Regions from separate parts of the Zea mays genome. Here all the other regions are linked to region 1. A link is a contact called in public Hi-C data. All regions are on one chromosome and are shown on one strand. Each heading gives the region's core, a stretch centred on a gene start, on an enhancer-like site or on the middle of the called end of the contact. The rest is flanking DNA. Distances are from core to core; before and after follow the strand shown.

Region 1 (4,284 bases), core at 772-3,271:
TGTAGTGGTAATCCAAAATGGCATGTGATGCTTTGCTTGCAACGTTGCTTTTTTGGGGGTCGCAAGTGTTACGGAAATGCTCATAGCGGCCGCTGCGATTATGCAGCTTGGAATGGGTGGCAGATAACATAGCAGGAGGAACTTGTAGCATTTATGGCCACAAATTCTGTGGCAGACAACTTGCTAAGAGCACACGACAGTTCACCACCAAACAACACATGAAATACGAAACCACGAACCAATCCAACAGAAAGACGAGACACCCATTTTGTAGAGATGACGGTTCCTTCAGCTGAAACTCGTCAGCGGGGATCCACACAGCTGCACGTCTGAGATGTCGGAGAGCCTCTGCCTTGAGCTGGACGACATACCAAACTCGTCCAGGTCCGAGATGCTCTTTCTCTTGTGCGCCGCCTCTTGCTTCGGCCTCTCCTCGGACGCCTCCATGATGGGGCTCAGGGCTGGAGCCTGCTGCTGAGGGTCCTCCTCTGATGTGTAGAGTATGTTCTGGATAGCATGGACCTGAGACAAGAAGACGACCACCATCATAATCATCGTCACGACTCACGATACAGTTCTGAAGAATGGATACAACAGGGAAAAAAATTTCAGATGATAGCCGCAAGGCAGTAACTCACCGGCACGTGCTCAACCTCAGGGTTTTGGCACAAGATCTCAATGTCCCGCAGCTTGGAGAAGTAGAAATCTCTCTCCTTCTCCAGGCTATCCACAAGGAGCTTCAGCTCAGTTATCTGCAAACCATGTCACATTCACACGTCATCATAATTTTGGAAACTGAAAAGAAAAGAAATTAGGAGAAACATCTACACAGACTGACTAATAAGGCTCACTTGTTCGTCATAAGCTGGTCCGCCAGAGCTGGCTGCAGGTGATGGCTTAGCGCTGCGCTGTGGTGCACCCGCCGTCTGCCCGCTTGCCCGCTTGGCACCATGTGATGCTTGAGCCTTGTGACCTGTGGATGCAGACTTGGCCGGTGTGTGAGAGGGCACCGATGCCCTTCTGTTCGTCTCCTTTCCCCCTTTGCTGCTTTCCCTTCTCTCAGAAGCATTGTAGCTGTGTACGTAAAAAAAAAACAGGACAATGAAATGTAAACATTCAGAAATGTTCTTTTAATACGGTTTGCTTATAGTTGTGTGGCGACAAACGAAATATATTACTACTGAGGAATGCTCAAAGCCTTATCTGAGCTACAGTCTAAAATTTTAGTAAACAGGTCAGTGATTACCTGCTCATGAAGCCACCATTGACAGAATCACAATATCGTTTCATCCACTGCATGAACTCCAGATTGTCAAGGGGCCTTCCTTTGATAAGCTTGTTCACCTCTATATGCTGCGCCAAATTAACAGAGAAAACAACAAAAATAAGATCATATTAGCAACAAAACACGATGGGGCAGTTCAATCGATTTCAGAAAATAAAATAAAAAAAATCCCATGCGGGCGGCACAAGAGAAGGGCGAGAAACCAAAGCCGTGATTCACCTTAGTGATCTTGAGCTTGTTGAACACATCCTGCAGGACCTTGTAGTTCTGGATCATGTCGTACTCCGTCTTGGCGTCGAAGTTGACCTTGTGCATCGGCACGGCGCCGGGATGCGCCGCGTCCATCAGTTGGCACGCAACCGCGCCTGACGCCGCCTGAGACCACGAAGTCGACCACTGGTTTCAGGGACTCGCACAGAACCCAACCGCTTAGCCCGCCCGCACGAACAGGGAACCCTCCGAATAGATCCCGGAAACCTTGGCTCCACCACTAACGCGAACGGCACAGATCGGGAAGAGGGACCCGGGCGGGCGCTGCTTACCTCCTCCACCTTGGAGAGGCCGAGCTGCAGCGTAGTGTTGATCCACGCGAGGATCTCGTTGCGCCCGACGAAGTAGGCTCCGTCCATCATCCCGATGTTGCTCGCTGCCATCGCCGGCCGCCGCTCGAGAAGATCCGCTGGGGCTGGGAGTGGAGGCGTGGAGCGGGGTCGGTTTTGGCCTTTGGGGAAAGGAGAACGATGAGGATTTGAGATTTGAAACTGGGAGGCGCCTGCGGCCAGTGACGTGATTAAAATGAGGGAGACTAGGCTTTGCGTCGGACGATTCTGCCCTCGGTGCGGCAAGGCGTGGTCGATCTGAACGGTGGGATGTGGGCGCGTGGGGCTGGTGGACGGCAGGATCCGGTCGACCGTTGGGAGGGCGCGTCGAGGAAATCCCCGGCTGTGGTGTAGGTGTAGCTGGTGCCGGTGTAAAACCGTGAGCATTTATCCTTTTTCCGTTGTTCATGCTGGATTTTAGCGACTTCGATGTGGGCCGCATCAAATTAGTGGTGATACTGGTTTGGTTGCCTTCCGCGTCATATGCTTCCAACTCCATTTTTGCAGCAACGAAAATCGGGAGGCCCGTTCTGGACAACATCCCTCTAGACTAGAGATGTCAACAGGAATTCTCATCGGGTTTTAACTCTATATTTCCGTCCTCGCGACAAAAAAATTTCTCCGCAAGGATTCCCACGAACGCTTGCGGGTGACATTTCTTTCCCATCATCTCCGTTACCCGCGGGGATAAATCCTTGCCGAAATCTCCGTCCCCGCTTAAATTATAATCAGATTGTACTTCATTTATTATTAATGTAAAACATTATCACTTATATATATTGTTAAATGTAAAAATTATTATGTGTACATTAAAATGAATACACTTGTACAATGGATGATCTCTTGGCAAGGTAATTATTTATTTTTATCATTAACTATTATATGAAAACATCGTCACATGTAAGTTTAACGGGTCCCCGTTTACATCCTCGTGGTGAAAAAACTTTCCCATTCACATCCCCTAATAGAGGAATTCTCCGCAAGGTAATCGAGGATCGGGTCCCCATTGCCATCTCTACTCTAGATGCATTCTTTTCTTTCACATAAGGCCTTGTTTGCTTTCTCGTGATTTAGGTTGAAAAAAATAGAGATGGCAATAGATCAGATTTGGATCGGATATTACAAATATCCACCCGCAACTATATCCACTGTTGCCATCAATATCCGCCTGCGACCATACATGTGGGTAGAAATTTATATCCATGCTCGTGCCCATCAGATTTCGGATATCTGTCGAATATGATAAGCCCAATTTTTTCAACAATTCAATAGCATAATTAATCAAATTTCTTCCCAATTCACCATCATACATAATTAAAAACTAAACAAAAGTATTATTATGAGCCTGCGGGCTACAACTAGGGACACTGGAGCTTCGAAGGGGTAGCCGCCAGCTATGCTGCGGTCTGTGGGACTCGGAAGGTCCCACAACGCATGGCACAGGAAGCTATCAAGGCTAGAAGGGGCAGCCAATGGTGGGGAAATGGGGGCATTAGGCACGGGGTTCATAGACTTAGGGTTTCCTCTTTGCTGTGTAATATGGACTAGGCCAAAAAAACTACGGGTTGATTTCGGATATCCAACGGATAATCCACGGGTGGGAGGTAGTATCATACTCCGTGCCTGTCCGACTTTGGGTCAGATATGTGTTTAGCCCACTTGTCAAAAAATGTATCCATATCCGGCTCTGTCGGATCAGATATCCGACGGATATCTAAATCCGCGAGTCAAATTGCCATTTCTAGTAAAAAGGTGAAGATGGATAGGGTTATACATGTTCAAACGGTCATGCCTGTCGGGTGGCCTGTGGCATGACATGACCCGTTATTCGTGCTGTGCTTGGCCATTGGCGTGGCACGGTGTGCCGGCCTAGACATGACCCGATTATTTTTTATTTGCCAGTATATATCTACGCATATTAGAAGCAACTATAGTGGTTTAAACACAAACAACATTGGCTCAGTTGGTTAGAGGTGTGTTCCTAGGCTCCTGGAGTCTCCCAGTCACAGTTTGATACCTTATTAAGCCTGTTTCTAGGCCTTTTTGTCCATTTTCCTTTCCATTCTGGTCAACGACGGGCCTCGTGTTGGCCCGACATGACGTGGCTTCATCCGTGCCGTGTTTGGACCTGAGGCGCGACATAGTGGGCCGGCATGAGCCGACCATCCAACTAAAATAGGAGATCATCAAATATAGGTAGAATACAGAGCTAGAGATACATACTAAGTACTAAATAATGTAGTCAGATATAGGTTCCCAACTTTAGGTATACATACTAGGAGCACGGACGCCAGACAACGGAGGGCTAGGATTAAGACTTAGATAGTGTTGTGGTACGTGCGTGTCAAATACAGACATGACTAGTGTGTGTTAAATTACAGAGGGAATATTTGGACTAGT
Region 2 (4,284 bases), core at 829-3,328, 220 kb after region 1:
TGAAAGACCGGGTTCTGTTTTTTTTTTTTGTATTCCATGCGTTTTGCACTCCCTGCCTTTTAGTCAGCTGAGTTCAAACAACTGAGTTCAACTCTTGTATTTAAAAACTCCTGTTAACGAAACTTGTTTGAATACTCTTGTATTCACTAATGTAGTAGGATGAATTGAAGTGTAACTTAAACTAATTTACACCTCATCTCACCTCAATACATATGGATCAAGGTGAATACGAGAGTATTCAAATAAGTCCTAAATGTAAATATGTTGTAGAGATGATTCGGTATGGAGGTCGATGCGTTGTTCTGATTAGCGTAGTGAGAACAATAACGAGTCCCACGTTAGAACTGAAATATTTGCTGGACTCAGGACTCTTGTAACCACTGTCGATGTGCTTTTTCACGAACTTTGCGTTATCTACTAGACCTACGTGAATTGAGCTGAAGATTCACCCATGGATAATCCACTCCCGTATTCTATTCTACCCTGTAAGGGCTTGTTCGGTTATTTCTAAAACACATGGATTGGATGAGATTGGAAAAAATTGAGAAGAAGTTTGACTTATTTGAGATTCAAATCCATCCAATCTCGCTCAATCCACATGGATTGAGAGCTAACCGAACAAAGCCTAAATGAGGTGGATAAGACCCCTTTCAAAAAAAAAAGGTGGATAAGAGTTTGAACATGACCACTGGGTAATGAGTACCACCAACGACTTCTTCCTTGACGCAAAGCCTCCCTCTCCGTCCGTCCCGAGCAATCTTCCTGTGAGCTGACCCGCCGTCGCCGCCGCCGGCCTTGCATAGGCACTGCCCGCTGGGTGTTCTCCGAGACTCCAGCGCATCGGCCTTCCGATGGGCCAGGCACACTTGCGGGATTGGTTTGCTCCCTCCTGCTGTGAATCAGCATTGCCTAAGGGGTACTTGAATCGATGCTGAATCAGATTGGGCTTTCGATTTTCTCTGTGTCAGTGGCGTTAGCCAGCTACTATCAGTAAACATCTCTTAGTTACCATAAGGTCAAAATTGTCCACCAAATTCTTGCCGAGCTACCTTGACAATGGAGGAGGAACTGATGTGGCAGCATCTATGAACTGAATTACTACCATACAGCCAAAGTGATATCCTAACTACAGTTGCAGTTACTGAAACCTTATGCTCATATAATACGGAAACATTATTTTCAGAATCCAGCGGGAATTACCTTGGTGGTATGAAAACTTTCTAGCAGATCGTTCTTACAGCTTCGAATCATCCACCCTGCTCGGCTGTTGGCTGTATCCTACTCACGAGGTATTGTATCACCAGACCAGACCAGCTACAAGCCGGCAGCAGCTGCCGGAACACATGGGCTGGTTTTCTCGTCCTCGACGGTTCTACTACAGATCCAAGAACATCCGGTAGGCGTCCCTGTGAGGCGCGTAGTAGCCCTCGACGGTGGTGTCGACCTGGAACCCGGCCTTGCGGTACAGCGCCACGGCAGCCGTCCTCGTGGGGTCGACGTGGAGGGAGAGCCGCTGGACCTTCCGCCGCCGGCACCGCTCCACTGCGCCCGCCAGCAGCGCCTCGCCGTGGCCCTGCCGCCTGCAGTTCTCCTTCACTGAAACCAAAAGTTTGCAGTTTCGGGGGCACGGATCCGGTCATTCCGCCGCATAACCTTAACATAACCCAGGGAGAGAGAGGGGGATCGCGACGTGTGTCTCACCGGCGAGCTTGGTGATGGTGGCGCAGAGGGATGTGTTGCAGGTGTACATGGCATACCCGATGACCTCCCCCTCGTCGGCGCTGGACGTCTTGTAGATCAGCCCGGAGTTCCGCCGCTTTAGCTCGTCGTGCAGGGACCGCGCCAGCGATTCGTGCTTCGGAAAGATCCTCCGCTCTAGACGCACGATGTCCTCGACAACGCTGACGGCTCGATCGTGCGACGGGTCCAGCTCGAGTATCGGCGGTGGCGCCGCCTCCGCCGCCGCCATAACAGACGAGGGTCTGGATTCGGGCGTCAAGCCATCTTCGGTGCTTGTCTTGGGTGCATGTGCGTCTCGCTACGGTTAAACTTTTTTTCAGATTTTAATATTTTAATAATGCCAATAATGTATATCTTTAAATATATTATAAAAAGATTTAAAGATTTATCTAATTATATGTTATAACAATTAATATCTATACGATAAATAAAACATTTTTAAGCATAATCATACACATATTCAAACTATTGTACATTACTCATATGGTCACTAAAAACACCATTTTACACCGATGTTTTTAAAGTATAGTTTGAATAAAAATATAAGTATGAATAATTTGTTGAAGATAGTCTCTGACGGTCATTATAAGCACATAAGTCTATTCTCCTCTCCCTCACATAGGACATGAAAACAACTAAGCCTCTATTAGTGTACTATTACCCACATGGGTCGTGGGAAACCATCCAAGAACAACACGATAGTAAACCGTCCAACATAATAGAAAGCCACGTGTAACGTAACACTTACACATAGTACCACATCGGCTGAAAGAGGACAAACCACCAAGCTAGCTATAAAAAAGGGGTTGGACTATTTTCGGACTCGTATCTCTCTATCTTTTGGCTAAGACAAAGTGTGATATTTATTCTTCTCTATTTAATATTTGATATTACATTTGTTTTTGATGGGTATGAAATATGATTGTGCGTCGTCGCAATGCGTAGTCATTGTACTAATTTTTATATATTTGGCTCAAATTAGAATAATTGACTCTTTCAAAATTAAGAACGATAATTATTTTAAGATGAAGTGAATATAATAAATAACTTCCTATGTTTCACATCGTGTCATATATCTACTCCTTTAATGCAGCACTTTAGTGCGTCCTCCACTCCTCCCCCATGTTGAAGCCTTCTGTGTGTCTTTAAAACCGCTTTGCATCGTTCGCGTCATCCATCCGGCTTAGGAGCTCCACCGAACTCGGCAACCAACGCCCACTCGCCATGCTCTGCCACCACGAGCGTGCCATCCATGTCAAAGTCGTAGCCACCAAGCCCTTCTCCTCCTTCCCCTCCTTCGCGCGTCGTTTGCTCTGCAGGGGCGAACGTACGTGCTTGAAAGTTCCCCATAAAAATCTCTTCGATGTCGGTCCAGTTTTGAATGCAGCCGGGCCTCAAGTTTTCCAACCATGCCCACGCTGAGTCTGCTAGGTACAGGGGGAGATTGCGGATTATGAAGTCATCATGATTCGTTCCTCTTGCATGGCATGCTAGCCAATAATCCCCAGCCATAAACTGGGGTTCGATTCTCTCGAATATTTCACGATATTGATGGGTGCCCTGTATCTTGTGGCACTGGTGCTTGAAGGATACGATGGCTTAATACCCAAGGCCCCGGCGGTGGTGGGCTTAGGCTCTAGCTCCCATCGGGGTCCAAACAGCCTCTATGGCATTGTTTGTACCGACTGGAGTTGAAAGTCGCATAGAGGGGGGTGAATAGGCGTAATCTGAAATTTACAACTTTAAATACACACTACAAGTCGGGGTTAACGTTAGAACTTAAATCAAGTCCGAGAGAGAGAGGGAAAACAAATCAAATGGAAATCAAGCGAATGAACATGGTGATTTGTTTTACCGAGGTTCGGTTCTAAAAAACCTACTCCCTATTGAGGTGGTCACAAAGACTGGGTCTCTTTCAACCCTTTCCCTCTCTCAAACGGTCACTTAGACCGAGTGAGCTTTCTCCTTAATCACATGGGTCACTTAGACCCTGCAAGGACCACCACATACTTAGGTGTCTCTTGCTTTGATTACAAGTCACTTGGGAACAAGAATGAGGAAGGAAGAAAGCGATCCAAGCAACAAGAGCGCAAATGAACACGAACACACTCTCTCTCAAGTCACTAGGTGGTTGGAATGAATTTGAGACTTAGAGAGGCTTTGATCTTTTGATTTGTGTCTATGACTGAATGCACTAGCTCTTGTATTGAATGAAAACTTCAAAAGACTTGGATGCTTGGGGTTGTGGTGGTTGGGGGTATTTATTGCCCTCAACCACCAAGAAGCTGTTGGGGAAGGCTGCTGGCGATGGATGCACCAGACACTCCGGTGCGCCGCCACGTCACCCAACCGTTAGGGTCTGGAGCCTGGTCAACCGTTGGAGGTCTTGTCCTCTTGCGGCACCGGACAGTCCGGTGCCACACCGGACAAGTCATGTTCACTGTCCAGTGCACCTCTGACTCTGCGGCTCTGACTCTGCGCGCACTGTTCCTCTGTCAGCCCCTTTTGCAATCGACCGTTACGCGAGTTAGCCATTGCTCCGGT
Region 3 (4,284 bases), core at 1,048-3,547, 130 kb after region 1:
CTCTAAATTTATAGTTTCATTATATATTTAAATATATAATGTGTTTAGTATATAGAAAAACTATATCATATATATCTAAAAATCAAGAAACCCCTATAATTTAAACGACTAAATAAGTACTATGGTAAAAATACGCAAATTATAGTTGTTACTATAAATTATATATAATATATATATCATGGTGTATAATAAAAATTATGTATATAGAATTTTGAAATAATTTATTTTTAAAATGCAAGAATTGCAAGATATATTCGGCTGGGTGAATTGCGGTTGCAGCTCATCCTACCAGGCATTAGCAATAGCGGCTGCTGCTTAATAGCAAGAAGAGAAGTACATAACCATCAACATAAATTTAATTTGGGTACATATCATATTTGAAAACTGGATCCATAGTATGCAACTTCCTTTCCCAAAGCTTGATACAAGCATGATAATATAACCAGAAAGCATTTGCAACATCTGAGCAAAAACGACAAGACTTAAAGTCCGTTTTTAATTATTCTAGTTAGGTAGACATTGTTTCCACTTAGCTGGCGGTGCCCACATATTTATGTCACATTAGAATTAGTTAGATCCAATAATGTGGTTGATATAAAAGAATCACACCGGTATAAACATAGGCGGATTGGGGGAGGGTATAGATGGCCAATAAGCACAAGGCCCGCGAGCCCGCCACGAAGCCCGTTGTTTAAGTTTGGTCCGAGCCCGGCACGACCCGATTTTATGCGAGCCCGGGCCGGCCCGTCACGAATAAGCGGGGCAGACTCGGACAGGAAACTAGGCACGGTGGGCTAGCCCGGCACGGTCCGTTTACCTCTAAGCCCGTTAAGCCCGTTTTTACACTAAAACATGCTTACCGGCCCGCATAGTCCGCTTTTCGGCTCGCTTTTTTCGTGCTGCCCGTTTAGGCACGCTGCGGGCCGGGCTCGGACAGGAAATTGAGCTCGCGTGCTTAGACGGCCCAGCCCGGTTTTCTAACCGTGTCTGGCGGGCCGGGCCCAAAACGGACCGGGCGGCCCGTTTGGCCATCTCTAGGGAGGGCAAAGTGGGCCATGGTACCCTCAATTTTGTAAAACGTCATTTAAAGTTAAGTATAGAATAAAGTAAAGCTTTAGGTGCACTAAACCAATCTTGTGCTGGATCTAGAGGTGGTAATATATTACGATCCAAATGTTTATTTACGATTTGTTTGAGATCTTAATTAATTTTAGTTCAAAAACAGATAGATATAGAGCTAGATACTAATCTGGTCCGATCTTTATATTTTATAGTGTAAAATTTAGAGCTCATTAACACGACTACTTGATTTTCTCGTCAGATTGGTCCAATCCTTCCGAATTATGTCATCCTCCATTCCTTCTTGGTCCAGTCCTCACATCTATTTGTTCAACCTTATGCTATTTGATGCCACCCGATTCAGTTCGCTCTGATGCCGCTCGCCACCACCAAGCCCAACCTCTTCCCGACGCCCTCACCTTGCTCGTCATCGCTGCGATGCTGGCCTGTCTAGCAAGCCCGATCTCACTCATCGCAACAATGCGACCCATCATGACGATTGATGAGTTTGGTGAACCAGGGAGTCCTGTCTCTCTACGGGAGAGGTCGTTTGACACTGTCCCCTTCCCGGTGCCCCGAGCCCTTCAAGGAGATATACATTCAACGAAATACATATGGCTTGGATTCAGTCAGTAGGAACTTAACGACACGTTTGCTTCTTTTGTTTATATAGTTTCTTCTCTTAATTTGTATCTATGGATATGAAACCTAAATTCTTCGTAACACTTGTGTTTTACAGTTTTGCTTGATTTTGTCAAGTGATTTTGTTGACCCCTCCGCCACGGGGTATAAACCAGTAATTACAGTATGCAATAAGAGAAGAATTTAAGTATCGCCTAATTTATTTTGCAGCACTTAACTGTGCTGTCTTTTACTCCTATTTCCAGTAGAGCGGAGGAGGAAACGTTCTCCAGTTTGCTCCACTGACAGAAGCTTCAGAAACTGCCGGTCCCGTTCCACAAGTCAGCAATCAGCCGAAGCCAGCTCGGCTCGACTCAGCTATCAGCGGAGCTTAGCCGACATCAAAACCGTACGCCGTCGTAAAACCGCGGCTGGTGTTTTCACAAGCTCACCTCAAAACAACCCAGCTCTCTGCTCTCACCTTTCCGAGGCCCACTAATTATCGACCCCACATGTCATTGACATACCTCAACCCCCTGTCCTTGTGCCTTCCGCAAAGCCTATATAAACGCCCTCTCTCCCGACAAGCCGCGGTTGAAGCAAAAATCCCCTCTCCCCCTTCTCGTCCTCCTCCCGACTCCCACCCAAAAAAAAAAAAAACTTCGAAGGAGGTTTCGATCGCGAAACCGCCCAGGGCCCGCCCCGCAAGTGCATGGCAGTGAGCTTCCTGGCCAATGAGGTGTCGGACCTGTGCATCGGCAAGCCGGCCGTGAGGTCGCTCCCGCTCTCCGCCGCCGCCGGCGACCTTGCCGCCGCGCTCCGGAGGGTGGCCCGCTCTGGCGCACCATCCTGCGTCGCGGTGACTGGACCAGCGCGCGCCGTCGTCGGCCGGGTCGGCCTCGCGGACGTGCTCTGCTTCCTGTGCACCGACCCCGAAGCGCTCGCGCGCCCCGCCGTCGTGTTCTCCAAGCCGGTCTCCGCGCTCCTGCCGAAGGACGGCGCTGGAGAGGTCCGCCGCGTCGATCCCCGCTCGAGGTAAAGCTCAGCCCCTCTCCCTCTTCCTCTCTCCTGGGTCTGTGCAAACGACGCGTGACTGGAAGTCTGGAACTGGAAGTTTCCTAAGGTTCGTCGCGAGGAAACACGATTTTGGTCAAATCCTTATAAAAGCTGCGAAAAATATGTTTATCGAAAAAAAACGATGTGCGGGCTAGGTCCAACGTCCAAGTCCAAGACAGACGAGCGTTCATCCTCATCACAGTTACTTGGAGAGTTTGATGTCTGCTTTCCTGGTTGGAATATGTACAGTACTCATGTGGCGGTGAGCCGGTGAAGAAAAAAACCGCGCATTCAGGTCCAGCTCATCCGACTCACTGGAGACAGTCTTCCCGGAGATTGTCGCATGCAGCCATGCACTGCTGTCTCCTTGCGAGATGCTTGATAGGATTAGCTGGATTAGTTGCTCCCACCCAACTAATAAATTTGGGATTTTTTTTTTGGGGGGGGGGGGGGGGGGGGGGGGGGGGTCTGCTCGTGGCTGGAAAACGGCGCCACTTGATGTAATCTTGGAATGAAAAGAGGATCTTGGCTTGTGGTTGGAAAAATTGTGCGTCTTATTCGAATCTTTCTTGAAAATAGTGGGTATTCTTTTGGGATCCTATCTCCATCTCTCGCGTCTTGCCTATTTTTAATCACAAGGCAGGCATAGATTCGGTTCGTCTTGAGCTGACCAGTGTGCGGGTTTCTCTTCTTTCTGCAGTATCTTGGAGGCGCTTGATGCGGTTCTGAGCGGGGCGCAGGTGCTCGCCGTCCCGCTACGCGCTGGCTGGCGCAAGAAGCAGCTCGGCGGCGGCGGAGGCTCCGCCGCCGCCGGCGACTTCTGCTGGCTCACGCAGGAGGACCTCGTGCGCTACTTCCTCAACTCCATCGGCCTCTTCTACCATGTGGCCGCGCGCTCCGTGTCCTCGCTCGGGCTCGTGCGCACCGACTTCCTGTCGGTGCGCCCCGGCGAGGCGGCCCTGTCGGCCGTGCCCCTCATCCGCCGCGCCGTCGCCACGGAGACGGCGGTCGCCGTGGTCACCGAAGACGGCCACCTGCTCGGCGAGATCTCCCCCGCCCTCCTCGCGGCCTGCGACGAGACGGCGGCCGCGGCCATCGCCACGCTCTCGGCGGCGGACCTCATGGCCTACGTCGACTACTTCGGGTCCCCGCCCGAGCACATCTCGCGCGCCATCAAGGCCGGGCTGAAGGACAAGGGCCTCGACGCCATGCTGGCGCTGGTTGAGGACGAGACGCTATCGTCGTTCTCCTCCGCGTCCTCGTCGTCCGACGAAGAGGCAGGCCGGACGCAGCTGAGGCGCCCGTCGTCGGGGAGCTACGGGCGGCGGTCAGCCGAGGAGCCGGTGGTGTGCAGCCCCGCGAGCTCGCTGGTGGCCGTCATGGTGCAGGCCCTCGCGCACAGGGTGAGCTACGTGTGGGTCCTCGACGAGGACAGCGACTGCCGCCTTGCTGGCATCGTCACGTTCGCGGACGTACTGAGGGTGTTCCGGGAGCAGCTGCTGTGAGATCTGGAAGAGTGTTTGCTGTTTCCTCCTCGATCGCATCTTG

Evidence for each region. A called contact is a pair of places that touch in the nucleus more often than the background predicts.
Region 2: a Hi-C map of ear shows a contact between it and region 1, with 1.9 times the contacts expected there. The contact joins the promoter of LOC103643400 here to the promoter of LOC100282235 in region 1. A contact is called at or near these places in 2 of 25 Hi-C or Micro-C datasets (bundle sheath and ear).
Region 3: a Hi-C map of ear shows a contact between it and region 1, with 3 times the contacts expected there. The contact joins the promoter of LOC100280253 here to the promoter of LOC100282235 in region 1. A contact is called at or near these places in 5 of 25 Hi-C or Micro-C datasets (bundle sheath, ear, endosperm and 2 more) and 1 of 3 datasets of contacts at active chromatin or transcription factors (leaf).

The regions. Positions count from the first base shown.
Region 1 is chr1:232,570,869-232,575,152 of Zm-B73-REFERENCE-NAM-5.0, reverse strand. LOC100282235 reads right to left here and starts at 2,021. Exons shown (of 6, transcript NM_001291609.1): 1 at 1,828-2,021; 2 at 1,505-1,660; 3 at 1,247-1,353; 4 at 852-1,074; 5 at 639-752; 6 at 132-522. The coding sequence starts at 1,938. The coding sequence ends at 289. It overlaps LOC103643403 (trafficking protein particle complex subunit 13), which reads left to right. Exons shown (of 11, transcript XM_020546744.2): 11 at 1-42.
Region 2 is chr1:232,346,715-232,350,998 of Zm-B73-REFERENCE-NAM-5.0, reverse strand. LOC103643400 (putative acyl-CoA N-acyltransferases (NAT) family protein) reads right to left here and starts at 2,078. Exons shown (of 3, transcript XR_560992.4): 1 at 1,702-2,078; 2 at 1,201-1,596; 3 at 522-959.
Region 3 is chr1:232,438,439-232,442,722 of Zm-B73-REFERENCE-NAM-5.0, reverse strand. LOC100280253 reads left to right here and starts at 2,297. Exons shown (of 2, transcript NM_001153181.1): 1 at 2,297-2,715; 2 at 3,437-4,284. The coding sequence starts at 2,393. The coding sequence ends at 4,241.